Linked DNA regions of Sus scrofa: regions 1 and 3 are each linked to region 2. The links are chromatin contacts, called in public HiChIP or PLAC-seq and promoter capture Hi-C maps. All regions are on one chromosome and are shown on one strand. The core of a region is the stretch at or near the end of the contact, and the rest is flanking DNA. Distances in the headings are between cores, read along the strand shown. Region 1 holds the start of TCTE3 (tctex1 domain-containing protein 3). Region 2 holds the start of TBP (TATA-box-binding protein). Region 3 holds the start of C1H6orf120 (UPF0669 protein C6orf120 homolog).

Evidence for each region. Promoter capture Hi-C pulls out the DNA fragments that hold promoters and counts their contacts. HiChIP or PLAC-seq counts read pairs in DNA pulled down with a chosen protein or histone mark.
Region 1: a promoter capture Hi-C map of liver shows a contact between it and region 2, with 9 times the contacts expected there. The contact joins the promoter of TCTE3 here to the promoter of TBP in region 2. A contact is called at or near these places in 3 of 5 promoter capture datasets (fetal liver, fetal skeletal muscle and liver), 1 of 47 Hi-C or Micro-C datasets (liver) and 2 of 2 datasets of contacts at active chromatin or transcription factors (alveolar macrophages and skeletal muscle).
Region 3: an H3K27ac HiChIP or PLAC-seq map of alveolar macrophages shows a contact between it and region 2. The contact joins the promoter of C1H6orf120 here to the promoter of TBP in region 2. A contact is called at or near these places in 1 of 5 promoter capture datasets (fetal skeletal muscle), 1 of 47 Hi-C or Micro-C datasets (liver) and 2 of 2 datasets of contacts at active chromatin or transcription factors (alveolar macrophages and skeletal muscle).

What each region holds. Positions count from the first base shown.
Region 1 is chr1:538,230-542,379 of Sscrofa11.1, forward strand. TCTE3 (tctex1 domain-containing protein 3) reads left to right here and starts at 2,781. Exons shown (of 4, transcript XM_021085664.1): 1 at 2,781-2,906. The coding sequence starts at 2,799. ERMARD (endoplasmic reticulum membrane-associated RNA degradation protein) reads right to left here and starts at 2,719. Exons shown (of 18, transcript XM_021085596.1): 1 at 2,630-2,719.
Region 2 is chr1:21,227-25,439 of Sscrofa11.1, forward strand. It overlaps TBP (TATA-box-binding protein), which reads right to left and starts at 2,449. Exons shown (of 5, transcript XM_021085495.1): 1 at 2,226-2,449. PSMB1 (proteasome subunit beta 1) reads left to right here and starts at 2,601. Exons shown (of 6, transcript NM_001244353.1): 1 at 2,601-2,739. The coding sequence starts at 2,627.
Region 3 is chr1:577,157-581,493 of Sscrofa11.1, forward strand. C1H6orf120 (UPF0669 protein C6orf120 homolog) reads right to left here and starts at 1,285. Exons shown (of 2, transcript XM_003480211.4): 1 at 1,219-1,285; 2 at 1-982. The coding sequence starts at 941. The coding sequence ends at 387. It overlaps WDR27 (WD repeat-containing protein 27), which reads left to right and starts at 1,335. Exons shown (of 19, transcript XR_002342137.1): 1 at 1,335-1,432.

The DNA of each region.
Region 1 (4,150 bases), core at 1,531-4,030, 520 kb after region 2:
AATGTTTAAAGATTTAAAATTATGTTATTAATCATAATTTAAGAGTTTACAGAAGCTCAGGATATTTCATGGTTAGCATATTCCTTTCAGCATTCCTTTACTATCCCAAGGTTATCAAAACAAGCCTTTTTTAATGAGAACTGAGAAACCCCAAAGTCAAGCATAAGGAATTAAAACAGAAGTAAAAGGCACACCTCTGATTCCCTGTATGGTGTAAAAAGCAGCAAACCACACTGCTTTTCCATGAAGGATTAAATAACACCAAATCCTCACCATTTTCCCCAAGCGACCTCAAGGTCATCTTATAAACCTGCAAAGAGAGCCCGTTCCGGGCGTCAGGCTGACGTGGGGCCTTTACGAGACGTGTCCAGTTAAGGGAGGTCTGTGTTCTAACGTCAGGAAGTATGGGTAGCTCCCCAACTTGGAGGCCATGCAGCTGCAGCTCCTCGCCCCTCATCAGTGTCACCCTGTTACTCTGCCCATTCATCACGTCCACAAAAGCTGCTCTTGCCACTCGCAGCCCTGGCTGTCAACCAATCCCTGCAGGCCCTGGTGGCTGAGGTACTGCCCACGAAACTTGTGTGGAATATTCCATGATGCTCTGTGACACCTGCTCCGCCAGGTAGGTGGTTCCCGTTAGGAACGCCCACTGCAAGACAGCAGGAGAAGGGGGCTTGCTTATCCACCTTCCCTTCCTCTGAGCCCCGCCCAGCAGCCTGAGTGCCCCTGCTGCAGCAGCTAAATCCAGTCTGCAACCTTCCCAACGCTTGTAGGCCCAGCTTCGTCACCAAGCTCCCACCAGAGACACAACACCACTTGTCCAGAGCCTCCCCCTCAAAACTCTGCTTCTCAGGCTCACCAGGCCCCTCCACAAGGCTGGGCAGCCCAACCTCCTCTTTAGAGACCTGAGTTTCAGCCACACAGGGACCCTCCTCTAAGCCTCGAAGTTTTACAATTCCAATCACCTCCCTTAGCCCCTCAGTCCCACCAGGAGTGGACTGCTTCCCGCAGCTGCCTTCTCCATGACACTCTCCACGATACTTTCAGAGATCACCTTTTATTCTTTCAGGTAACTAGTTAACAATTTTAAACCTAGTTATCTCTTTAGACTCTTAGTGCAAAAACTAGTGTGGTTTGTCTTCTCTAGACTAATACAGAAACTTAACTCTAAAAGGTTATATTCGAATCAAAAGGAGCTCCTTGCTTTTTAAAAAAGCATTCAAGCCCTAAAGGAATGAGCTGGAGTTCTGGAGTGACAGGTGACAGGCAGAAATGATATTTCTGCACAAAAGCCCATTCACTCCACTACTAATGCAGGCCCTGGATATGGCAGCTGAAGTCGTAACAAAGGTCTCTTTTGGTTGCAGACGCCTGAGCAACACAGTTGCTCCTCAGACTCAAACAGGAAGATCCTAGAGCAGGGAGACCAAGTCTCATACAACATGTTCCCCAGAATACAGCACAGACCCTGGTACAGAGTAAATAAAAACAAGAGTTAATGAATGACTGACTCCTCCCACTCTGAGGTGGAAGACATCCTCCAAGACTCCAAGAACTTTAGCTTTGGGGGATGGCTGTACCCTATCCCTACCAACAGACATAGAGTTCTTGGAGCTGGCTTCTAGGTTAACTTTTAAGTCCATACCCTCTCAGACAAGGAAAGGCCCTGCTGCTAGATAAGAAATAAAATCCAACCTTAAATCAACAATTAAAGGTTGCAATGCTGTCACTCGTGACAATTAAATATATCCTGTGTATTATACTAAGAATGTGCCTGTCCGCCTCTGGAAGCCAGAAGCCCTGCATGTTTGTGCGTGCACACACTTCCCAACACACACACAGGGGATCGGACACTTCACGGTCCTGCCCAGAGCAGCACAGAGTAGCGCAAAGGGCCTGTGCTTGAGAGCTAGAATGCTGTGAATTCTTCCTCAGACTCTTTCTACTTCTTGCCTTGAAGAAGTTACTTAACATATCTAGGGCTTTTAACTGTAAAATGGTGCAAAATGTTATCACCTCCTAAGGTTGCAGTACTCAGAGATGATACTCGAAGAGCCCTAGCACCAGTACTCAAAAAGCAGTAGCTATTGCTAAAACTGACGAGAGGCGTTTGACATTTAATTCCCTGAACGAGGAAAGTAAGGGAAACCCTTATTGGGAAGCAAACACAGAATCCGAGCTAGAGCCAGTTAATGAGACCCTAGCAATTTAGTCCTGGGATATCAAAGTGGCCCCAAAATGTCAAACATGATTTCAATTTGCAAGTGTGGACCAGAGGCGAGTACTGCTACACGGTACTTCCCACACTGCGTGGCGCAGCCCCAGAGAAAACCTGCTTTAGGAGCGAAGGCAGTCGGAACAAGCACTAAGCGCAGCCGCGCGCCACCCGCGCGAACAGCTCGAGGCTGTGGCGGCCGCGCAGCTCGGCCTCCACAGCGCGCACAGCAGCGGCCCGGCTCCCCCCGCACGCACTCGCGGCCTTTGGCCTGACCCTGCGCCCGCGGGACGGCGCGGGGTCGGGCGGCGCCAGGGAGCAGGCGCCCACCCACGGCAGGGACGGCGCTGGCCGCACGCCGCACCCCGAGGGGCGCGCTCGCCGCGCTCAGGGGCCTCGGCCCCGCCACCCTACCTCCATGACTTCCGGCTCCCGCCGCGGCGCCGAGGGATGACGCACCGCCGGCTCGCGCCTCCCTGCGGCGCACTTCCGGCCGGGGCGGCGCAGGCGCGAGACTGGCGCTCTCGCGGGAAGCGGCGGAGTCGTTGGGGTGGCCTGACCTCGGTGCGCGCCTGCGGCCGCGATGGAGAAGCGGGGCCGCGGCGGGCGGATGCCCCCGTCTCAGGCGCCTCAGCAGCCGCCGGCGACGCCTCGGAAAGAGAGGCGGCCTAGCATGTTCGAGAAGGAGGCAGTGAGTGCGGAGCGGCGGGACGCCCTGCGGGCCTGCGTGCGGCCCCGCCGAGGCCTTGGTTCTCCCCGGGCTTCCGCAGGCGCTTTTCCAGAAACAGGCTTTTGGTGTGTCTGGTGCTGCCACGCACACCCTGGGGGAGTGTCACCGGCCTGAAATGAGTGCACGTGTGCCGGGCTTCAAGCCGGGTTTTGTATACCCACGCCGAGAATGAGATACTTCGAGGGTTTGGTTTGGTTTTTTCTGAGGGCCACGCCCGCGGCACAGGCGGCTCGCAGTCTAGGGCTCGAGTCGGAGCTGCGGCAGCGGGATCCGTAACCCACCGCGGGGCCAGGGGTGGAACCCGCGGCCTCGAGCTTACACGTTGGGTTTATTTCTGTTAGGATACAAGGGGAACGCCAGGATGTTTTGAGTTTTTGAAAACAGCACTTGTCTCAGTCTTTGAAGAACCTACAAAGGAGAAATTAACTTACTATCTGAAATGAATGGAAAATGTCTCAGTTTTATTGGCGGTATAACACCAGGACTTCTCTATGGTCATGGTGTGAAAACCGTTATTTTAATCGATACAATTTTTTCTTTGCTTTTTAGGGCCGCACCTGCAGCTTACAGAAGTTCCCAGGCGTGGGGTGCAGTCAGCTACAGCTGCCGGCCTACACCACAGCCGAAGCAACTTCGGATCCGAGCCGCATCTGCAGCCTACACCACAGCTCCCGCAGCGCCAGATCCTTAACCCCCTGATTGAACCCACAACCTCAGGGATACTGGTTGGGTTCCTGCTGAGCTACACCAGGAAACCCTGATCCTCCATTTTTTATTGGAACTTTGAGAGAGAGAAGGATTGGTCCAAGGGTGCAAAACTAGTGATAGAGCTGGGACTTCCGGTCCACTCGTCTGTAATGGTTTCTTTTCATTCATGGAACTCGTAGTCAACAGAATAAAGGAGAGAGAGCAAGCAAAACACTAATTTTTGAAGCTCCCAAAACATTTAAAGTAACAGAGTTCCCCACCCCACATCTCCCCCCCCCCAAATCATGGCAACATTTCAGGTTCTGATGAGTTCTTTGGTGTCTGCCTTGTACAGAGGAGAGAAACTAAAGGAGAAGAAAATGAACAAGTTCACAGAACTAAAAAAAGCACAGCGAGGCTAGAAACCTGAATATGTTGGACCTTAAATTTATGCTCCCAGAAGCTATGTTGTATTGCCTCATGATAAGTGAGTGACAGGTCAATCACCTGTAGTGATG
Region 2 (4,213 bases), core at 1,199-3,698:
TTTGCAAACTAAGTCTACAGAAGAAATCTGAGGAATTAGTTTGAGGCCTAATGTTACTGTTGTTGCAAGCTCATCTCTCACTCCCAGTGATGACACTGACCATCTTTCCTCACCTGTATCATTAAGGCCGCACAGTTATTACTGCACTAACTTGTCCTTAGAAAAGACGATTGTTAGCACAATGTATGTCCTTTTGGTAGCTGAAGTATCAAACTTGGTATTAATTCTGCATGGCCTCCTAGTGCCTACACAACTCAATAGAGCATGATCTTTTCAAAGACGCATACCTAGAGTTTTCAATTAGAAAAACACGCTGTCCAGGGCCTAGACAGGGAGGCCTTGTCAATAAAGTGGTGTGCATTTATATCTTACGCTCTACGGTACCTGAACTCTCCCGCCTCTAATAGGACGTTAACAAGTCTCCAGCGAAACTTTATCATAAAACCACCCCCGCTGGTAGCAAAACAGATGGGCACAGGCCAGGGTGAATCTGCCTTCCAATATCGAGAAGAGAAACAGCAGGACATAAAGACATTGGGTCTTGGATGCGCAGGACTGGCCTGACCATGCCCCTCCTGGCACCCCCGTACCCCACACTCGTACAATGGGAAGCCGCTTTCGAGCCACAGCAGAGGAGGGAACCGAGCGGGATGCGCGGCCGGTACAGGCCGGAGCTGCGGCAGCACGAGCGGGAGGAACGGCCTCCGCGCGGCCTCCCCATACACTCCGCGCCTCTTCCCGCTATGGACCCGGGGCCTCGATGCAGTAGTCGCTTCTGCAGGAATCCTCAGGGAAGAGAAAAGCTAAAAGGGCTGTTACCTGGAGTCACTGCACAGACTACTACCGGCAGGCGAAAAAGAAGTTAACCTGCAGGAAGCCCAGGCGCCCGCCACGGCGACCCTTCCCGACCCTACAGAACTCCTGGCGCGCGTTGACAACGTCACTTCCGCCAGTTCACCTCTCAGCTTCCGCGAGTTGCCCACGCTAGAGCGGCGGCCATGGGAAGTGTGGGCATTGCGTCACTTCCTATGTTTCCCTGGTACTCGGCTGAAGGGAAACATGGGGTGGGGCGGAGTCCTTCGCGCTTCCGGCGAGGCCACCCCGCCAGGGCCTTTTCTGATTGGTAATCTAAGCAAGATATTGATATTTAAATGCTGACCGTTCAAACTGACTAGCGGAGTGACGTTTAGCAAGTTATCAGGTCTCTCTGCCTCAGTTTCTTCGTTGTAGGTTGGAGTAATAATAGCACTAGTCTTCGAAGGACATTGTGAGATAGATTAAGGAAATGTATGAACTGTGCCTGGCACACGTTAAGCATGTTAGCTATTCTCAAACATGTAGAATGATAAGAAAAACAAAAACAGACAGCCTGGTTTACAGACTCGATTATATTTTAATTCTTCTGCTACCGTCTAATGCAGTCTTTTCACAGTAGTTGGGCCCCAGAGTCCCTCTCCTGTGGATCATTTAGGCATGATCACATTTTGTAATGCTTGTTAATTTGCTTCCTTTGTATTTCATATAACCAGTGAGGTTGTGAGCTCCTTAATGATAGGAAATGCTGTATAGATATTTTTGTATCCAGGATGGTGCCTGAATAAATACTTCTCTCTCCATAACTATCAAAGAAAATCTTTTGCTTTACCCTTTGTTTAAAGTTTTAATTTAAAAACTTAGGTTTCAAAAATCTTTTCTGCTTCCAGAATTGTGTATATCAGGTAATCAATCGATATTAGCCAATTGCTTGCTTGCCTTTTTTAAATAACATTTTTAAGCTGTAAAATATAATAAGACGTACATAAACACATATAGAGATTAAAAGATAGTATTAAATCAAATAAAGAAACCCAGTATTGCCAGCACCAGAACCCTCACCTATACCCAGCCAAACAGGCCCTTCCTTCTCACTGTGTACTCCTAAGGTATATAGTAGGCACTCTTTTGCTCAACGTTTTAAGACTCATCCATGTTGATGTGCCTTCCCTCTAGCTGGCAGTCTGTTATTTTTTTTTTTACGCTGTGTCACATCCCTTTGATGGCTATGGAGAGAAATATTGTATTTATTCAGGTATTGTCCTGGATACAAAACTATCTACAAAACATTCGCGAAAAAAACATCAGTTGTTTTATTCATTCTGCAGTATGTGGACATTTGGATCGTTGCCAGTTCTGGGTCATTAAGAACAAGACTTATCCTTACACATCTTTCTGGCTAGGGTACGTACCTCGGCGTAGAACTGCTGGGTCATAAGGTGTGCTTATTTTCAACCATGTCAAGGTATGCCAATCTCTTTTCGAGCTATGGCTGTACCAACTTACATTCCCATAGAGTCTTCGAGTTTCCACTGTTCCATAGTTTTGCCAATTTCTTTGTAAGGTCAGATTTTAAAATTTTTATCCATGATTTCGAATGTTTAGTTAGGAGAGACAACCCTCCCCTCTCCGTCAGCTCTCTCGGAAGAGCAGGCTCAGGCTGAGAAGCGGAAGGGGACGGCTCTGGCTTCCAGGAGCGACGACCGACCGGCGGGAGATAGAGCGGCCGGAGGCAGCGCCACGGAAGCCGGAAGTGGCCCGACTTCCGGTCGGCCGCCATCTCGCCGTGAGACAGCAGGAGCTGAGCGGCGCGATGTTGTCTTCGGTAGCAGCGTACTCTGTCCCCGGCAGAGACTTGGCCATGGATCCTCATAGCGCCGCGGGTCCTTCGCAGCTGCGCTTTTCGCCCTACGCTTTCAATGGAGGGTAAAGCCCAGGGAGCCGACACTTTCTCTTTCGCCCCCCTCGCCCCCATGTCGCTAAGCCCGTTGGCGCGGCTGCCAAATCTTGCCCCGCCACCTCCTCTCCGTGTTTGCTCAATTCGTCTTGTTCTTCACAGCTTCCCTTTACAGGCTGGAAACTGGGTCTTGAATGTGGACAGCCAGGTGTTTGTAGTCTGCTCTTTGCGGAAGTGAGACAGTAGATAGGAATTGAGATCTGGCCCTCTGTTCTGCAAGAGCTTTAAAAATGGATCTTATCTCTCCTTACTGTCTGAGCATGTATCTCGCGCTAGGAGATGAGGGGCGGATTGAGCATCTGAGATTGAAGAGTTATGGTTGATTAACAGTGTCCTTAGGTTTAGTTGTGTCTGTAGCTAAAAGGGCTGATCAAACAACATCATTTTCTGTTATTTTAAATGACAGAAACTGGCCAGACCTAGTTTTATTGGTCAGTGCTTGTTTTTAAGGGTTTGCATAAATTCGGGGGGGGGGAGTCCTTTAAAGGTATATTCTTGCATATTGCATTCAAGTTGTCTTTCTTTTTTTAATTACCAGATTTTCTTAAATAATACTTTTCCTTGATAGTACACTAAAAGAAGTAGGTTGTGGAAAGACACTATTTAGGATTCCTAAGAGTAAAGAGCTGTATATTTAAGTAGTGTTTATAGTTTACCCATCAAACTTTGTATATTAAAACATACACACCCAATTCAAACAAACAGATGGTCTTTTAAGATAACCAGGTTAACAGTTCCTTATGGATTTGAAATTTTAATGCAGATTGTTGGGGTATGTTGCAAAGAAAGTGGAAGGCTGTGATTTTAGCATTGTTTCTGTCATGGAAGGGCAGTGTAGTCCTTGGGTACCTCTCAACTTTTTTTTTTTTTTTAAGGGCCACACCCACAGCATATGGAAGTTCCCAGGCTAGGGGTCGAATTGATTATTAACTTACCTTTAATAATGTAGACATAACTCAGTCTGTGCTCTTTTTCTTTAGTGTTTATTGCTGCTGGCTCTTGGGCAGCCTTTGCTTCTACAATATAAGACTTAGTGCTATGTCTTTTTCTATTCTGACTAAATGTGGTTAAATGCCAAGTGATTAGGCTCCACATTTGTCACTGAGTACTCTCACATGTCTCATTAAGAGAGGATATTCCCAAATTGGTTCTTTCAATTTTACCTTTTATCAGCCCCTCCATTCTGGCTTGTTTTTGGTTGGTTGGTTGGTTGGAGGTTTTTTCTGGCCACTGCAGTGCCAGATTTGAGTGTATCTTCAACCTCCTCTGCAGCTTGCAGCAACGCCAGATCCTTAACTCACTGAGCAGGCCAGGGATCCAGGGATCGAACCCACATCCTCCTGTATACTTGTTGAGTTCTTAACCCACTGAGCCACAATGGGAACTCCCCCTTACAACTTCTTGAACCCAGAGTTCCTTATCTTCCTTAGCTACTCCTAGCTT
Region 3 (4,337 bases), core at 35-2,534, 550 kb after region 2:
TCCCTGCACTTCAGACTTGCTTTTGGTAACTTGCTTTTGGTAACTCTTGGAAGCACTGTGACTTCTTTTAGAATCTCTAACTGGACTAAAAGTCTAAGTCACTGCAGTAATCTAGTAGTCACCTGACAGACTAATCAAAATGGGGTTTAGACAGTTTATTGTGCATATTCCTTTTACAGGAATTTTGACCTTTAAGATAACAAATATGCCTGCTGCTTTTCCTACTTTTGGGGTGACTGAGGTAAAAAAACTATGGCTTTATTTTTCCATCCCTCAACTAGAAAAGGTAACCAGAATTCCAACCAGGTAAAAGTAGCTAAGTTCACAGCGAACTGCAATCAGCTTCACAGATTAAGCATATTGTACTCCAGAGTATGTTCAATCTATCAAAAGAGAATTTCAAGTACCAATTTTAAAATACTAATCAGTATCGTCCAAAGAACAGATTCGTCTTCTTGAGATGCGTCTTCTGGAGAATAAGCGTGCTTACGACTCACATCTGTACCATCTGAAAAAGCAGTCTCGCCAAACGGATGCTGTTCGATCGTTGCATCATAATACACTTTCATTTCAAACTCGCTCTCGTGGTGGGACGGGTGTCCGTAGATCCCTATTCCCACGGGGCGCTGGAAATGCGCTGGAATGAAAACCACGTCCTGGCCACACGTGACAGACTGTAACTCATAGTCGTCAAAGCTCGGATGGAGGGTGGTGTCAGATACGTACAGGTCCGCGTCCCCTTTTAAGCTCTGCATCTTAAGCACTATCTTTCCTTCATGGTTTAACCTCAAATAACTGTAATTCCCAGCTCCTATCTGGCCCTGAACCACGTGCAGGAGGACCCACTCTTCCGGAACTTCGTCCGCGTCGAAGGCACCCACCCAGGAGGCAGCCTGAGATGCTAGAAGCAGCAGAAGGGCGCTCTTCCACGGAGCTGCCATGACGGGCGCCTAGAGCGGTGCCTTCCTCATGAGTCAGTGTCCTGCAGGCAAACGACAGGGGACACGTTCAGCACGTCGGGACGCGTCGGGGTCCCCTGCCCGGAGCCGCAGCCTTCCGGGCCCCGGCGGCCGCCCCGCGCTGCCCTCGCGCCGGCTCGGGGAAGGGGCTCCCCGGGGAGGGGACCCGACGGGGAGGAAGGCGGGCGCGCGGACGAGGGGAGCGGGCGCGGCGCCGGGTGGGTCCGAGCGGGGGGCCGATCCCCGCCCCTGGACTCACCGCCGCTCCCCGCAGGCGCCGCGCCGGAGAAGCCGGAAGTGAGGCACGCCCGGAAGTGAGGCGAGGCCCGGAAATAGAGTAGTGCGGGGCTTCCGGGTTCTCGCGAGAATGGCGTAACCATGGCGACGGGGGCGGGACGCAGCGCCTGAGCGCTCCGGGCTCAGCTAGATTGCGGCCGCCTGGCCGCCTAGCGTCTGCTCCCGAGGGTTCCCAGGTGAGAAACCGGTGCACCCGAGGGGCCGTTAACCCGTCCGGGGACCTGTTAACCTGTACCGTATCTCTTAAGAACATGGTACTTCTTTTTTATTTTTTTTTTCCTCGTCTTTTTGCCATTTCTAGGGCCGCTCCCGCGGCATATGGAGGTTCCCAGGCTAGGGGTCCAATCGGAGCTGCAGCTGCCAGCCTACGCCAGAGCCACAGCAACGCGGGATCCGAGCCGCTGTCTGCAGCCTACACCACAGCTCATGGCAACACCGGATCTTTAACCCGCTGAGCAAGGCCAGGGATCGAACCCGCAACCTCATGGTTCCTAGTCGGATTCGTTAACTCCCAAGAACATGGTACTTCTTGAAATGCTCCTAAAAGGATTCAAAATGGAGTTGTATTTATATGAAGGATTTATTTTGTTAATTTGGAATTAATGGGAACCCGTTGTCCACTGAAAAATATCCTAAGAAAGATTATGCGCATTTTCGTACCACACTTTTGTGTTGGTTACAAGGCTTGTGTTTCGTTGTAGAACTTGCAGTATCACTTTTGTGGAAACCGGTTGGAGTGTAAATTAAAAAAACAGGCAATGGCTCTTGTGCCCCTTTCTGCAGAACCTGAACTCTGCCAAGTAGCTGCAAAATGTGAGTTGGTCAGGCTGTTAATGAGATCGCCGTGTGTGGGGTTAAAGAACTGTGCATGTCGCCCACACGGAATCGTTACCTTTGCTGCCTGTAAAAGAGGCAGGACAGTCTTAGGGCTGATTATTTTGGCGGGTTGATTCGCCTGAGGTTGGGAGCAGCTGCATCCACGCTGGTCACTGGCTTGGGCTGTTGATGGAGGTGTCACTAGTGGGTCTCCTCTCTTCCTCCTGCAAGAAGCGTCTGGTACATGTGATGCCCCTTCTGAACCCTGTCGGTTTTCTTTTTTTTTTTTTTTTTTTTTGTCTTTTTGCTATTTTCTTGGGCCGCTTTCGCGGCATATGGAGGTTCCCAGGCTAGGGGTCGAATCGGAGCTGTAGCCACTGGCCTATGCCAGAGCCGCAGCAACGCAGGATCCGAGCCGCGTCTGCAACCTACACCACAGCTCACGGCAACGCCGGATCGTTAACCCACTGAGCAAGGGCAGGGACCGAACCCGCAACCTCATGGCTCCTAGTCGGATTCGTTAACCACTGCGCCACGATGGGAACTCCCCCTGGCGGTTTTCAAGTGTAACTGCCCACTTCATTTTCCTGTCAAGAAAGGGAGTGCGTGTAGGACATAGGGATACATCTGGATCTGATTTAAATCATCGAAAAGTAAATGGCTTTAAAACTTTTACACAGTCACTGCTGTTTGTAATCAGATTTATGCTTACCTAACAAGTCCTGGCTTAAAAGTACACAATTTGTGTTTCAAGAACTGAAGGTTTATAAAATCAGGATTTTGTCAGCCTGGCCAACGGAAAGAGGGTATCAATTTTTTCTTTTAATTAAAGCAGCTAAACATAAAGAGTAGTAATACTTTTTAAAATATTTAATAATTTAGGAAAGGACTTAAAAACATGAGAATGCCTGAGTAAATCAGTCGCATTCCCAAACCTCTGTTATCAGCCATTTCTCCATTTTGTATTAGCTCTGCCCTCAGGGGAGCTAGAATTAGGACCTGTCTCCTCTTCTGGCTAAAGTGGAGAACTCTCTCTTCTTTTGCTGCAGAGTAAAAGCCGTCGGGTGTACTTTAATTATGGTGCGATTTATTATTTTAATATGGCGCTTAACCCGCTGACTCACAGAATGAGTCGCCTAACGTTTTAACAGAGGTGCCCCTTGAGAAAAAGAGAACAATTGTGCTTTTTCTTGTATGGATTTCCTAATGTTGTGCAGTTTGCATGCACTGCTGTAGCAAATGCATGACCTTGACTGCACAGCCTGCTGCTGCCTGGGATTGCTCTCTGCCTTGTAAAGTTTACTGACTTAACTTCAAAACAGTAGTTTCTCTAGCAGGCACTTGGCGCTGCATTTTCTCAAAGTGCTTCGCAGTGTCAGATGCACCAGACCCTTATCGAACACTGAGTGGAGTGTGTCCCCTCGGACTGGTTCCTGCGATGCACCTGTTGGGCTCTGACATTGAGTTTCCCCAGAGGAGGCACAGCAAGGAGCAGGGGAGAAAGGGGAGCACCGGATGCATCGTTGCTGCGTTGTTTGCGTGTTTTGGGTTCGTTGCATTGGCTAATCTCTATCGGTGACTGCTGGCTGTAGCAAAGGACCCTGTTATATAGCAGCGTGGCTCCTGCCCCAGGTCCCCGCGTCTCCTGGAGCCAGTCCCCACTCCTCCGCACTCCCGGCTGCCCCTCCGAGACCTCTTCCCCCTCGTGGTTCCTCCTCCCTGGGCCTCCAGGGCGTCTCCCTTTTCTGGGGCCTGCGGGGAGAGAAGGGAGCCCGGTGGGAGGTTGTCTAGGCTGGGCCTCTCAGTGGCCGCATGCTCCCTGCTCCTGCTGCCCTGGCCAGAGCTCAGCCACCTGGTGGCAGGTAGCTGCAGAGGATGCTGGGTCATGTCGTTTCCGGAAGGAAAGGGACCTCCTTGGTGACCAGGAGGTCGCCCTGTAATGCCGCCCTCCTGGAGGCTGGATGTCTCCAGCCCACAGGGAAAAGCCCCCACCCCCAGGCACTGCCTGGTCACAGCTCCAGCACGACCCAGAGCGCTCCCGGCCTGGCCGGGCCCGGCCCTCCTCCTGCTGGCTCCGTGACCTGGGAACTGAAAGGTGGGCTGTCTGCCTTCCCACCGGAGACTCGTCCTTTCCTAGGGGAGACTGGCCCATAGCAGTGCTGAAACCTGGCTGGCTGGGCAAGGGAGGGCCTTCCAGGGAGACCCTGACTCTGCGGCCAGGGGCCTGTCCGTGGTGTTCTGAAGCCCTTGGTCCTCCGCTCAGGC